Regions from separate parts of the Canis lupus genome. Here region 1 is linked to region 2. Evidence: chromatin contacts called from public Hi-C data. All regions are on one chromosome and are shown on one strand. Each heading gives the region's core, a stretch centred on a gene start, on an enhancer-like site or on the middle of the called end of the contact. The rest is flanking DNA. Distances are from core to core; before and after follow the strand shown.

Region 1 (4,852 bases), core at 1,100-3,599, 88 kb before region 2:
ATGTTGGGGGACAGATGGGCACCAGCAGATGGATGAAGGATACTGGGGTAGAGGTCTGGGTACCTGTCTTACCTGGAACCTTTCCCGAATTTCCCACACTCACCTGCACTCATGCTCCGGCTCCAGGTTCTTTGTCTTCAGCCCAACCTCTCCTGGCACTCCTTCCTCCATGTCTCAGCACCTGTAGCTCTCCTAGGTTTGCTGTCTATGAGGCAAGTCTGGCATTGGTATCAGAATCATCCTTTCTGGTCCCGTTTTACTCTCACAAGAGCTTCAAGAGGCAGGATAGACAGAGATGACCTACCTCTATTTTATGGTTCAGGACATTCAAGCTCCAAGGAGCGGCGTCCAAGTTCATACAATAAGCTGATGGCAGAACTGGGTTCAGTGATGATAGAGGGGGATAGGGCTGGGGGAAGTTTTCTGAATCAGGAACAGGCTGGGCTTTCCACAGGGATATGAGGAATCTGGTTCTGGCTCTGTTTGCCCTACTCCAAGATGGAGAGACCCCAGTACGTCTCTGAGACAGCAGGGAGAGAATCCCAGAATCTTGTCACTGGTCAGAACTCTCCAGACCTTCTGCAGTCTCGATGATTGCCAGTAGGTGCCGTCAGTTTGCAACTTTTTGATTCTGTCCCTACAAGTTCAGCTAGCTGCTCTGCTCTTCCTCCTCTCACCTGGACAAGTCTACACTTGGAGAAAGTAGGAAAGGGCCTAATTACTGTGAGACTGAAAGACTGCTGCCCTGGGAGAGGAAGCTGGAAGGAGGAAAACGGTCTCTGATCTGCACTTTTGCTTGGCTGCCTTGCTGCTTTCTAGGCTAAGCCAAGCCAAGCCAAGCCAAGTCAAGCCAAAAGAAAAAAAAAAAAAAATCCACAGTGGGTCACGGATTGTGCCCTGACAGGCACTCTTACCCTGAAACCAGCTCCAGGACAGAGAAACCTTTGTGGGGAAGGATGATGAGTACCTGGGGGACCAGAGAGAGATCCTAGGAGATGGATCCCTGCTCAAATGTTACTCTAGGGTCCCTCTGGATCCCAGCAGGACTGAGGCAAGAGTGGGGTAAACAGGTACCAACCAATAGGATCTCACAGAGGGCCTAGCCAGCCGACATACTAGCCCAAATAGCAACGGCTGGCTGAATTAGAAAAAGGCATCCCTACCTCGAAATGCTTGACTGCCATCTGCTGGAAAACTGTCATAACAGCTACACAAACCTACCATGACTACAAGAGAAATGGTGCCCCCTGGAGTTGTGCGATGCACAGTTTGCACACTGAGAGTGACAATCTCCCTAGCCAATCCTCCTCTGGGAGGGAGTCGGGCAGTAGAGGCAAACATCCAGGTAGGAAGAAGAGGCTGGGCACCTCCTTCTCCAGCTCAGTTGATTCAGTTTTCAGGAAGGCAGAATGGACCAGGACCCAGATGAGCCCTGAGGAGCCAGGGCGCGTGCTTCGCGGGTGGGTGGCTGGGGGAAGGAGTTGGAAGGGCAAGTGGGAAGAGAACCTAACTTCTTAGGGCCATCAGGCCCTTCTGGGTCCCTCGATAGGTGCTTGCTTCCCTTTCCCCACTTCACTCGACTTGGTCTCCAGTGGTTGGGACTGGAAGCACGAAGGAGGGTGGAAAGGACTCGGGCCAGGGAGACTGAATCCGCCGAACTAGCAGTCCCGGCTAGGAGGTCGCGTTCTTGGGGGTGGGGTGGGGGCGGGGCTGCAGCCGCCCCGGCGGGGTAGGGAAGGAATCCTCCAAGGTCGGGGGAGGGGGCCAAAGAACAGCCCCTTGGCGTCTCCTCTTCCTTTCCCTCCCCTCCCAGGCTCCGGTTCAGAGGCGCTTTCGGCGCCTGCCACGGCTTCCAAACTGCGCCGCTTCCTTCTGCGGCAGAAAAGGACTTTCAGATGTTATAGCGGCGGCGGCGGCGGCGGCGGCGGCGACTCAGGACAGCGCCCCCTCCCCCTAACGGCCGCCTCTCCCTCTCCCCCCCGGCGCCCCCGCTCCCCCACCTCTGGGAAGGCGCTGGGGGTGTGGCCAGGGGCCGGTATAAAGTCCGGGGGAGCCGGTCCCGGGCAGCCGCTCAGCCCCCTGCCCCCCCGCCGCCCGCCGCCAGGGCCGGGCCGAGGATGCGGCGCAGCGCCTCGGCGGCCAGGCTCGCTCCCCTCCAGCCCGCTTGCTAACTTCCCTGGCTCGGTCCCTGTCCGCCAGCGGGGCCGCCCCGTCTCCCCGCGCCCTCCGGGTCGAGTCCTCCAGGAGCGCCGGGCGCTGTCGCCGCGTGTCCCTGCCGCCAGTCTGAGCGCGGGCTCTCCCTCTCCCTCTCCGCTCCCGCGCCCCGCGCCCGCGCCCGCGCCCGCGTCCGCGCCCGCGCCCGCGCCCCGTCCTAGCTCGGTCATGCTGCCCCTCTGCCTCGTGGCCGCGCTGCTGCTGGCCGCCGGGCCCGGGCCGAGCCTGGGCGACGAAGCCATCCACTGCCCGTCCTGCTCCGAGGAGAAGCTGGCGCGCTGCCGCCCCCCCGTGGGCTGCGAGGAGCTGGTGCGGGAGCCGGGCTGCGGCTGTTGCGCCACTTGCGCCCTGGGCAAGGGGATGCCCTGCGGGGTGTATACCCCTCGCTGCGGCTCGGGCCTGCGCTGCTACCCGCCCCGGGGGGTGGAGAAGCCCCTGCACACGCTGATGCACGGGCAAGGCGTGTGCATGGAGCTGTCGGAGATCGAGGCCATCCAGGAGAGCCTGCAGCCCTCTGGTAAGGTGCCCCTGTCCTTGCATGCCCTCTCTAGTGTTCTCTCCTCCTAGAAGCCCCTTCCCCATTCAGGCTGTCTGGGAAAGCCCTTGAAAATCTCCCGTGAATTAAAGAGAAGGCAGGTACCTGGCAGGGTGGACTGGCATGGGACAGGCTCACCCACTGAAACTGCTATTGAGTCCCTAGCAGCCTGTTGCCACCAGCAAGGAAGATTTTGTCCCAGCCTTCCATCTCAAACCTCCCAGAGGTGCCTATTTGGGAAGAGAGGGCTCAATGGTAGCCCCGGCTGATGGTGCACGAGTGGAACACTACCTGACCTGGTCCAGCCAGCAGCCTGCAAGTGAGCCGCTTAGGGTCAGATAACTAGAGGATGGGGATGGTGGTGGTGGTGGCTTTCTGTTCTTGATCCTGGAACTCCCCTCATCCTGGCCACAGGTGAAACCCCAGGGGTTTAAGAAGCCAGGACTTGGCCTTTTGACATTGAGGTGGGGTGGAGTGGGACATGCCGATCAGAGGGGCTTTGGTGGTGAGGAGCATCGACACTGCCCCTCCCCAAAGCCCCTGGGTAGCTCACCTTGCTGTTTGAGAGGCACTGGGGAGACAGAGGTCTCTCTGTCAGGCCTGGGCGCCTCATCCTGCCCTGGTACACGGGCACCCCGTTCCTCTTTCCTGGCAGGTGTCGTCTGAGGTGGCAGAAGAGAAGCAAGTCTTGGCTCCTGGCCCAGCGCTATAGAAACCTAACGGGTGTGGGATAGGGAGTAAAGAAAGGAGAGAGAGGAAGAGGGGGAGGCGGGAGAAGGGGCGGGGGAGAGACGAGGGAGAGGGAGAGGGAGAGGGAGAGAGAGAGGAAGAGGGAGAGGTTTAGAAGGCCCTTTGCCCTAAACTCATTCTTACACTTTCTCTTTTTCCATTTCTCAGTGAGCCTCTCAGATTCTCCTTAGAATCGCTCTCAGTCTTTCATACTTTCTTATTCTTTTGTTATTTCCTGCTGTGTCTCTCAATCTCTAGTTTCACTACCAGCATTCCGGAGCTCTCCTTTCCTCAGTGTCTTTGGCCTGTTATCAGTTTCTCTTTCTCTTGTTCCCTTTCTGCTTTTGTGGTCCCACTTCTCTCACTTTCTCTTCAGCCCCTTTCTGTGGCTTTTTCTCCACGTCTCTGTCATTGTTTCTCTTTCTGCCTTTGTTCCTGTCTTTCTCTGTTACTTTTGGAATCTCTCTCTCTGTCAGCCTTTCTGCATCTCTGCCTCTGTTTCTTGTTCCCTCTCTGACTCTGTTTTGCTCTCCCTGTGCCTCTGTCTGTGTCTGTCTCTTTTCCTGGGGCTTGAAGCTTCCATTGTTGCAGTCCGGATGCTGGGACTCTGGCCCCAAGCTTCCTGCCCTGGGTCCCAGACCGTTCCACTTCCTCAATCCTCTGCAGCTTGTTAGCGGAGGAAAGCAGGATGCAGGGAAAACAGGAAGGACGTGGACCCCAGGGGTCTGGGCCTCAGGCCTCTCTGCCCTTCCTGTCCCTAGGCAGTGAGAGATGGGTCAGCAGAAAACATTCTAGGAGAAATGCCAGTCTGGCACCCGGCACATCTGGGAATCAGGGGGGCTGGAGGAGAGGGCATCTTGAGGGAGTAAGGCCTTGATCCTGGGGCACAGATGCCAGTGCCTGTGGGAGGGGAGGAGCACTGGTACCAGACCAGATTGGGAGTGAGGGCTGAGCCCTTGGGCTCCCTGAGTATAATGGGACCTCTTTCCCTTCGTATCTCCATCCTCCACCGGCCAATGGGTATGTATCCGGTATCAGATTAGGATGAGTGCTAGCCTTCTCCTCTCCCAGTATATGAACTTGGGGCAGAAGAGCCCTCAGAGGGTCTTAAGCACCCCTTCCTCCCTGGATGGGTAGGAGCACATCATCCTATAGTGGAGAAAAATCTAATCCCCTAGGGGCTTTGGGGGAAATGGTATGAAGTTTGTGATTGTCCCGTGTACATCATGTAAATCGGCCTTTATATCCTCTTGGGATTACAGGGTCCATATCTCTAACACCCACCTCTCCCTCCTTGCCTGTCCTCCACCCATGCAGGGTATGCAGAGGGAAAGGGCAAGCCTGCAGAATCCTGGGGAAACTAGGTACCTACTC
Region 2 (4,333 bases), core at 3-2,502:
GCGCAGGCAGGACGCCAGTGTCCAGCCAGGGAGTTAGCTATGGGGGAGGAAGGAAGCCCCAGCTTGCAGGCAAGAGACAGAGCTGGTGCCACCGTGGGCGACTCCTGGCCCCTGCCTCGGCCACAGAAAACATCTCCTGGGCCTGGGAGGAATGCATCACTCGCCTTCACATGTGACCATGTTCCTGTTTTCAGCTACTCGAGTACAGTTTGCATAAACCGTAAACGATAAATGCGCATGCATTTTCCAGGCCTCCTTTACACGCCGGGAAAGGATTTGGGGCATTTCATCTGTGGCATCCTTTGAACTTCACGATGTCAGATATTTACTTGGAGCAAACATAAACTCTGCTGCCTTCAGCAGGCTCTGACATGGGCACAAGAGGGCTCGGGGGCCAGACGTGTGTCCTCACCTGCCCTCTTGCTAAGCGGACAGTCGGCCGACCTCGGGACCTACTGCGGCAGGAGGGAGTGGAGATCCTGCTCTGCTCGTGCGAGCCCGTGTTTGTTTACACAGAGATGAGAACCCAGAGGCCACACAGTGCGGTGGTTCCTACAACACACGAGACAACTCAGCAAGTGAATTCCCTGGTGTTAGGGGAGCAAGAGACAAAAATAAGATTATATCCATCCTCACAGTGAATGGGGAGGAAGAGCAGTCTGAATTGGGACACACACGCACACACACACACACACACACACACACATACACGAGTCTGTGGGAGCATTCACCGGCGCTCATTTCTGATTTCGGAGAACAGCTGAGATTCGTTAGTCTTGAGCTGCTTTGGCAGAGCAAGGGGCTGTGTAGCATTTTCTGCAGCAGACCCCTTGTCTGTGTGTCTCTTTCTAGGCCCCCAACAAGACAAATGACTGAGCTGGGGGGTGGTGTATATGCACGCACGTGTGTGTGTGTGTGTGTGTGTGTGTGTGTGTGCGCACGTGTGTTTGTGTAATGAGGCTTCTACTCCCTGCAGTGCCTCTCAAACATCTGCTCTCATAGGGTGGAGGCTGGGAGGGCTGTCAGGGTTGCTGTTTTGATTTCAGGGAGAAGCACCCCCTCTTTTACTCCCTGCAGTTTTTCTAGGGGTTCAGACCAGGGAAACTGGGACATTTCCAACCCCCTCCTGGCAAAGAAGGCCACAAGTCCACCTGTCTCTAAGACTAATATAGCCCCCTTTCCCCACCTGTGATTGGGAGGCCCAGGAAAGTTGTGTATGTGGGGAGTCCTTTCCACTCACTGACAATACTCTCCAGGTCCGGCCCCTAGCTGGGTAGTCCCTAGAATGCATCCCTGCCCCACCTACCCCTACTTCTACTCCCTACTCAGAATTGCCCCCCTTGGCTCCCCATCTCATTTGCCTCAACTCCCACCCCTGCTCCTGTAGGACTGTTTCTTCTCCCCTCCAACTATTTACCTTCAATAACAGAAATAAAACTAACTCTCAGAGAATTCTTTCTTAAAAAGATTCAGTTGCCTGAATTCCTTTGGGCCTACTGCCATATTTCTTTTATTTTTTAAAAAATATTTTATTTGAGAGAGAGAGAGAGAGAGAAAGCATGAGTTAGGGGAATAGCAGAGGGAAAGGGAGCAGACTCTCCCCTGAGCAGAGAGTCTAATGAGGGGCTTGATCCCAGGACCCGGGGCTCAACCTGAGCCAAAGGCAGATGCTTAACCAACTGAGCCACCCGGACACCCCACCATATTTCTTTTCTTTGTATCTCATTTTCCTGGACTCAATAGCAAGAACAGGGACTATTTATGGGGGCAAGGGGAGATGCTCCTTAAGGACCTGGTCACAGGACAGGAGGGATGGTGCTTGCCATAGCAGAGCTAGATGGTCTGGGATGGGGGTAGCATATGCCAGGGTGGGCGTGTAGGGGAATACAGAAGAGTGCAGGAGGTCTCTAGGAAGAGCTCTGAATGGAGCTCGGGAACCTGGGTTCAAGTTCTATCATGGCCAAGAACTCCTAAGAGACCTCAGGTGAGTAATTTACCTCTCTGAGCCTCAGTTGACTTACCTGTACAACTGGTGGAATGTGACCTGACTAATCTTCCAGCTGTCCTTCAACTTGATTTATAAGTTGTAGGGAAATGGGGCTAGGTAATTGAATTTGGTTTCCTTGTGGTTAGCAACTTTTTTTTTTTTTTTTTTAGCTATCATGTATTAAACATTTCTTAATGATTATCCACAACACAACACTTCCATAAGGATTTCTAAGCATTTTACATATATGTATTTATTTGCTCCTCACAACAGTCCTAGGAGGTAGGTGCTATGATTTTCCCCATCACACAGATTAGGAAACTGAAACACAGAGAGACTAAGTAAGGAGCCCAAGTAGCGCAGCTGAAATTCAAACCAGGCAGTCTGGCCGCAGAGCCCGTGCTCCTCATCACCACATTCAATATTCCAGGCACCAGGCTAGACGTTTGCCAAATCCTCTCCATTTTGCAGTTGAGAAATCTGAGACTCAGAGCAGTTGAGCAACAGCTGAAGGTCACACAGCTGGGAAGCAATAGAGATGAGGTTCACAGTCAGCCAGGCTTCCGAGCATCTGCTCTCCCTCATCCACCTCTCATCCATCCTGCCAGATCCTTAGGCCCCCCAAGGCAAGTTTATTCAGTATCCTTATATTGCAATATCTCTTCAAGCAAGTCAGTTCCTTCTTCTGGGCCTCAGTTTCCCCATCTAGAGAATGATTGGGTTGGACCAGCTAATCTTTGAGGTCCCTCGCAGCTCTGTGAATCCACGATTCTTGAGGTTCAGTGCTTCTGGCTGGAAGGACAGACTTGTCTTGGGGCTGCATCCAGGGAGGCTGGGGATGGGAAACAGGGGGAGCTGCAAGAGGGGAGGAGGAGCTTTGGGGCCATGAGCCCAGGAAGATGGGGCAGTTGTATGAAACAGATGAGACAGAGAGAGAGAGAGAGAGAGAGAGAGAGAGAGAAGCCCTGGGTGAGGGGGCTCCCCAGTGAGTCTGTTCCTTCCTCCTAGGGGTCCTCCCTAAGTTCAGGGGAGACACATGAGAGCACTGGGCAAGGGAGCAGTGGCCAGGCCAGCAAGGAGCCGAGATAGAGCAGTTTGGGGAATTAACATTGCTGGGGTTTTGCTGTCTTTGTAAATATTCAGAGATGTCCAATTACTTTAGAAAAATGTATTTGAAGCCGAGATGGCGTGTTTGTGCGGTTGGCCTGGCTTCCTGTTCATGAGCATTCCTTTGAATTCCTCCATTCAGGAGCTGAGGATCGGTTTCCTGCCTGTACTGCATTAGGATGTGTACACCAGTGGGCCCAGTGCTTCTGTGCTCCTCTCGGGGACCCCTCTCACCCCACATATGTGCACACACAATCACCACTGCACCTTTTAACATTCGATGCTATTGCAACAGGCACTGCTCCACGCTGGCTGCGCCTGTGCTGGCTTCGCTTCCCCTGGGGTGTCTTGGCTAACAAATAATGCCCAGTGCATCCTGTGGAGGAGGGCAGTGTCATGTGCTTATTGTGAAATTAGAGAATGGGCTTCATCACCAGGCAAGCTCTCTTCACTTTGGAAAATTGATGGAATCACCTTTGCATGAGTGTCCCCACCCACCTCCCCCTGCCAGGCCCCCAGCTCTTGCTGTGCTGGGCCCTTCAGACAGCTCCTCATGCATCACAGCCTGGGCTAACCTCCTCTCTAGCTTGGGGGCATCAGAGCACCCTGATAGGACATGGATATGGGCAGGGGGTAGTGGCTGTCCCTTGATCCCCACTCCTCCACCATGGGTACATGGGCTGCTGCTGCAATAGGGATCAGGAGGGTGGGTCGTGGATGACCCTGGCTTTCAAGCTTCCAGCAAAAGGTGCAGCCTATCACATGGGTGCCATCTCAAGCCTCCTTCATCCAGCACGCTGTGGTCTGCGTGCCCAGGGGGAGGCCTTCCCTCTAAACAACCAGGGAACTTGAAGGAAATGACAAAGCATCAGGGGCTCTGGTTTCAGACCGAGCAGGGACAGACGAGTAGACCAGTGAGTGTATGTTGCTAAAGGTCAGGGAGAGCTCCTAGCCATCGAGGTTATGGGGAAAACTTGGTTCTTTCCAAAGCTCAGCTCAGACCCATGTCTCTGGGTCACTGCTGCTGGCACAGGCTTGGGGCCTCTCCCACAAATTCTGGAAGGGCATTTGCAAGATGGGCACCCTGGGCTTCCCCTCCCGCTGCCTCTTTCGAGCCTCTTGGGCCTGTGTTGTTGGACAGGCTTGGAGAACACAGCTTGAAAGACCTCACAGCTCTGATCACCTCTGAGAAATGAAGAGCAGGGAAAGGAGAGAAGTGGGGGCGGTCAGGTGGGAAGT

Evidence for each region. A called contact is a pair of places that touch in the nucleus more often than the background predicts.
Region 1: a contact with region 2 is called in a Hi-C map of blood, with 2.1 times the contacts expected there. The contact joins the promoter of IGFBP4 here to the enhancer-like site in region 2. A contact is called at or near these places in 3 of 9 Hi-C or Micro-C datasets (amygdala, blood and skin fibroblasts).

What each region holds. Positions count from the first base shown.
Region 1 is chr9:22,129,788-22,134,639 of UU_Cfam_GSD_1.0, reverse strand. It overlaps IGFBP4 (insulin-like growth factor-binding protein 4), which reads left to right and starts at 2,349. Exons shown (of 4, transcript XM_038547380.1): 1 at 2,349-2,731. The coding sequence starts at 2,383. It overlaps LOC106559289 (a long non-coding RNA gene), which reads right to left. Exons shown (of 4, transcript XR_005364389.1): 1 at 4,851-4,852; 2 at 305-3,465; 3 at 104-205.
Region 2 is chr9:22,041,355-22,045,687 of UU_Cfam_GSD_1.0, reverse strand. CCR7 (C-C chemokine receptor type 7) reads right to left here. Exons shown (of 3, transcript XM_038547377.1): 3 at 2,209-4,333. Among named protein-coding and RNA genes, the nearest start is that of CCR7, 24 kb to the right of the region's middle. Within about 2 kb of position 1,252, at least 3 of the 20 cell types and tissues checked have an H3K27ac peak or open chromatin away from gene starts, as enhancers often do.